Regions from separate parts of the Anas platyrhynchos genome. Here region 2 is linked to region 1. Evidence: chromatin contacts called from public Hi-C data. All regions are on one chromosome and are shown on one strand. The core of a region is the stretch at or near the end of the contact, and the rest is flanking DNA. Distances in the headings are between cores, read along the strand shown.

What was found. A called contact is a pair of places that touch in the nucleus more often than the background predicts.
Region 2: a Hi-C map of subcutaneous adipose tissue shows a contact between it and region 1, with 1.9 times the contacts expected there. The contact joins the promoter of CUX1 here to the enhancer-like site in region 1. A contact is called at or near these places in 4 of 8 Hi-C or Micro-C datasets (liver, skeletal muscle and subcutaneous adipose tissue).

The regions. Positions count from the first base shown.
Region 1 is chr20:7,110,793-7,113,369 of IASCAAS_PekinDuck_T2T, reverse strand. All of the region lies in intron 4 of CUX1 (cut like homeobox 1), which reads left to right. Among named protein-coding and RNA genes, the nearest start is that of CUX1, 130 kb to the left of the region's middle. Within about 2 kb of position 1,304, at least 2 of the 8 cell types and tissues checked have an H3K27ac peak or open chromatin away from gene starts, as enhancers often do. A contact at or near this core is called in subcutaneous adipose tissue, where this site is marked.
Region 2 is chr20:7,240,101-7,242,677 of IASCAAS_PekinDuck_T2T, reverse strand. It overlaps CUX1 (cut like homeobox 1), which reads left to right and starts at 1,305. Exons shown (of 23, transcript XM_038165931.2): 1 at 1,305-1,452. The coding sequence starts at 1,390.

The sequences.
Region 1 (2,577 bases), core at 55-2,554:
ATATTCAAAAGCTACAATGTAATTATTATTTTTTCTAAAACACATTTTCAGGTTATTTTCAGATATGCAGCCTCCCAAGGAGGCACTTAGTGCATCACAAGCTGATGGAGCTGCCTGCGAAGCAGGCGCTGTGTGCCCGGAGAACCGCTCACTGCATGGTGCAGCCAGGGGCAAAAGCTTCATTCACTTGGCTGTGACATGGCTGAGCTGAACTTTTTTCCAAAAAGTTAACAGCCTACGGTAACGAAGTCATGCTCAGGAGGGTGGGGTTTATTATTATTATTATTATTTTATTATTTTTATTTTTATTTTTTCCCTCTCCCTTATCATTTTGCGTGGGTGTTTCTTGTGAGCGATCGCTAAGCTCGGTTTGCTTACAGCATGGTTTAGGCAACACAAACAGTCTTTTCGAAACAATTGCTGTGCCTTCGGTGCATTATTTTTAGACCCCAACCTTAGGAAACACATTCCCCGTGATATAAAATATTAATTGCCCCTGTAGTCCTGGCACTGTTTCATAACTTGCTTTCCACGCGTTTCCAGCGCTACGGGCCTGTCATGAAAAGGGAGGAGGGGATTTAGGAGAAGCCCTTTGTTTTGGAAAAGCCTTCTCAGGAGCTCCATTTTAAGACACTGGCCAAAGTATTAGGTGCCCTTTCCCCTTTTATGAATAAACTGAGATGAGCCCGCCAGCAGCGCCTCGCACCGCAGCACGGGAAGAGCATTTCCCTCAGAAGCGTGAAAAGAAACGGCGCCTTTTTATTTTATTTATTTAAAATTTTTTTTTTTTTTTTGGTTAGTTTCCCCGGCCCAACCCGGAGCCTTCTGAGGGCAGCGCTGCGCTTCCCGGCTCCGAGCTCCAGGCCGGGCATTGCCGCTCGCTCCCCGCGGGGCCGGGCCGGGCCGTGAGGGGCCGGGAGGTGCCGTGAGGGGCCCGCCCGGGAGGGGCCGCGAGGTGCCCGGTGCCGAGGCCACGCCAGGCCGGGGCTGCGCAGGCCTCTGCTGGCCGAGGGGACCCGGCCCGGCCCCGTGGCTCTCGGGGGGCTTGAGCCGGGCTCTGCCCCCCCCCCCCCTTCTATCCCCGATAAACGAGGGTGGTCCCAGCATACTCCGTATCTAGACAGCTTTTCATCAGTCGCTCATCAGCATGCTAATTGCTGTATGACTAATTATGCCCTGAATTCCAGTTGATTTTCTTAATGAGACAGCTGGGTTAATTATGTAATCGTATGATTACATTAGCCTAGAGTGCCCTGGCGAAAAGCGAGGCAGGCGGGAGCGTGATGTCATTGCGGGAGCAGCGCGCACAAGGGGGTGCATTCATCTCCGCTAATGACAGGGGAGGGCAGCGTACCCACAGTGCTCTTTGTGTAAACACTTAGATTGAATTATTAAGATCTGTGTCTTTTTCCAGCTCACAGAATGAGCGAGGGATTTTTTTTTTCCTTTTTTTTTTTCAGTGAAACCCCGTTTGGAAATTCAGCCAGGCATCGGTAGTGGGGTTTTGTCACCAGGTTTGGGTTGTGCTGGGGCTGCAGGTGGTGAGGTGCTGCCTCCAACGAGTAACATAACACGCTCTTTGGACCAGATTTATCTCTAGGTTTCTTTTAAAGCCGTTCTGAAAATGCATGGTTTACATGCACAGACGGCAGCAAAAAATTGGTTCTCCTGTGCTGCTGTTCAAAAACAATTTGCCCTTGGGGCATGTATATGGTGCGAGAGTAGCCTGAGAGGTTTACTGCTGCTGCCTTGCACCGGCTTGTTTGATGTGAAGTGTTGCCTATTATATAAATAATGTTACACTTGTAACACTGGCTAATTCTGTTCACCTCTTCATTTGCTGGTATGTGTCCATCCAGCCCCTTCATGAGCAGAGGAGCTGTCAGCAAGGGGACCAGTGCGGTGCGTGACAGCTGTGAGCACCACACCGGGCACAGGGAGCCCTGTGTGCTCTGTCCCCAAAGAGCGATCCCTGAGGAAGTGACAGCGGGACCGGGCTTTGGGATGCGGGTGTGGAGATGCAGCAGGTTGTAACTTCTGCTGCCGGGTCAGGGCCAGGCCTGGACATGAAGGGCACACACAGATGCGTGATGCCAAGGGCTTCCTCGGGGACATGGGAGGCAACAAGCAGATAAGGGAAGTAGAACAGGGTGGGAAGAGACGGAAACAGATCTCCAGAACTTCATATAAAAATGGACATCTCAGTTTACTCTTGGGCAATAATGATCTTGCTAAACACTTTTTAAGTTTTGGATGAGCAGATTCCTTTTGTCTCTGTTCTCATTTCTTATTTATCTTGTGCCTAGCAGGGATGCTGAACTTCAAGCTAGAGAAGATTCAAACCAAGGGAATAATTTGCAATGAGTTTTTTACATTGAAGTGTTAATTGAGATTATTTTTCTCTTTTACCGATTACAGAAAAGGCATTTCCTTCTTTGCTGCTGTCTATAAGCTAGTGGCGTTTGATTTTTTTTTTTCAGCATGCGTATGCCTGTTGTTTGTGTAATGAATCGAAAGTTTTGGTCCATTGCTTGTGTAAAAATTCAGTGACCTCCTGTTAAATGACATGAAACATAC
Region 2 (2,577 bases), core at 56-2,555, 130 kb before region 1:
GTTTTATTCCCGGGACGGCCAACTAAAAATGCGAAGGTCTACAGTTGTCGGGGTGATCCTTAGGTGGGACTCGTTAACATAAAACCCGCCAGTCGCAATTAGGAGCTTTGTGAGCAGCAGCCTCAGCAAAAAGTGGAAATGGAGGCTGAAGCGATGGTGCTCCTCCAAAGGAGGACGGCGGCAGATTGGGAAATAGTCTGCAGCAGCCGCTCCGCCGCTGTCGGTGCCGTAACTTCTCCAAAGACAGACAGAGCCATTTTCAAGTAGTCAGCCCGCCGACTTGAGCCAGCGCTAAATTCTCTTGGTGATCAAATACTGTTTGATGAAAAATCCACCACCGCTCACTTTGCCGGAGGAAGATCTGTTTCTTTGCCTTTCGCCAAGGCAGCGCGAGCGGTGTTTGGGGAGCGCGGTGCAGCGGGCTCAGTCCCGTGGGGCCACCCGCGAGGCAGCGGGCACGCTGTGGGGACACAGCGGGTGCTCGGGCTGCACACCCTGAGCTTGTGGGGCCGAGCTGCACCCCAAAGCCACCACGCTCATCGGGGTGGGCGCAAGGATTTGGGGGACGGAATAAATCATGCTTACGGACACGTTATTGTTTAGAACAAAATAAGTTATTGCATCCTTGTGATCTCCGTTTCTATGGCTATGCCGCACGAAGCTATGAGCTGATTTTCCAACCTCGGTGCGAGCCGCCCCCTCCGAGCCGGCGGCCAGCGGCAGTGGCCCCATGGGCGTCTGCCCGCGCCCCCATGAACCCCGCTAACGACGGCGCGGCCGGTGGGGACGTGGGGGGCTCCCTGCTCCCCCCACAGCCACCTACACACTGGGGGGGAGCCAAGCTTGGAGGGGGGGGGCTGTGGGCAATGCCCCCCTTCCCTAAATCCCCCCTAAATCCAAAATCCAAAATCCCAAATCCTAATTCTCCCCTAAATCCCCAATCACCCCCTAATCCCAAGTGTCCCCCCCCCAAACCCAATACCCCTCCCAAACCAAAGCACCCCCCCAGTCGTCCCCCCTCCCCAGCCGTGCTCCCCCCCCCCCAAGCAGGGGTGTGGGGGTGATGACACACACACACACACACACACACACACACACACACACACACAGGGGGGGCTCCCTATGATCGCACCGCCCCCCCCTTTACTCCCCCCCCCCCCCCCAAGCGCACGGGGCTGACTCCGCGTTCCGGCCGCCGGCGGGCTCCAGGCCGGGATTTGGGCGCTCCCCGGCCGCCTCCCGCCCCCTGCCCCCCCCCGCCCCTCCTCCTCCCCCCTCCCTCCCTCTCTCCCTCCCTCCCTCCCTCCCTCCCCCTCCCTCCCGGCTCCCGAACTCCAGCCCCTCTCTCTCCCTCGATCAGCCGCTCACTCTGTCTCAATATGTCTCAAGATGGCGGCCAATGTGGGATCGATGTTTCAATATTGGAAGCGCTTTGATTTACAGCAGCTGCAGGTCAGGCTCCCCCCGCTCGCCGCACCGGCCGGGCCGCGCCGCCGGACCCCCCCCCCCCGCCCCCCTTCCCTTCCCCTTCTCCGCCTTCCCTCGGGCCCGGCCTCCCCCCCCCCCTCCTTCCTCCTCCTCCTCCTCCTCCTCCTCTTCCTCCTCCTCCCGCAGCCGCCCGCAGGATCCCCCCGCTCCGCCCGGCCGCGCCGCTCCGCTCGCCCCCCCACTCGCCCCCCCCCCCCAACTCCCGATCGGCGGCCCCATCGGAAATCGATCCCCTTTGTTCAATTCATCGATCAGCCCAAGATGGCGCCGGAGCCGGCGCTCCCGGGGCCGCCGCCGCCGCTCCAGCCCGCTCCGTCCCGGGCTGCCCTCTGCCCGCTTCCCCTGCGCGGCTCCCCCCCCCCTCCTCCCCGCTCCTCCTCCTCCTCTCCGGCACCCCGGGGCCGCCGCCGCTCCGCGGGGCTCCTCTCGGTCCTTTTCCCTCTTCTCCCGGCTTCCCAGCCGCTTCCTTCAACCCCCGGGGGGCGGCCGGGGGAAAAAGTTTGCCGAGTGCCGGGACTTTGTGTGGGGTGTGCGGCCGGGGGGGGCGCGGGGAGCCGGCCGGGCTCGGCGGTGCAGGCGCGGAGCGGCGGGGGCTGGGGGCGCTGTGGTGCCGGCCCAGGGGTGCCGGTGCCCCCCCCCCGGTGTTAAACCCTCCGGTGCTTCCCCCCCCTTGGTCCTCACCCCCCCCGGTGTAACCCTTCCCCCGGTGCTCCCCCTCCCGGTGTCACTCTCTGAGTGCTTCACCCCCTCCCGGTGCTCCCCCCTCAGTGCTTGTCACCCCCCCGGTGTCGCCCCCCTCCCCTGTAGTCGCCACCCCCTCGGTGTAACCCCCCCCCCCGGTGCTCTCCCCCCTCAGCCGCCGCCGGGCAGGGGGCTCCGGGGGGGAGCTGAGGGGAAAGAAGAGAGGGACGGGGGGGGGGGGGTCCCGGGGGGGTCCCGGCTGCTTTTTGGGGCTCACAGGGCCCGGGCAGCGCGGTCCCGAGGGGCTGGGGGCGGCCGCTGAGGCGGGGGGGGGGCTCTGACAGGTCCCGGCCGGGGGAGGGGGGGGGCTCAGGGAGTCGGTTCCGTGCCCCTGTGAGGGGACGAGGC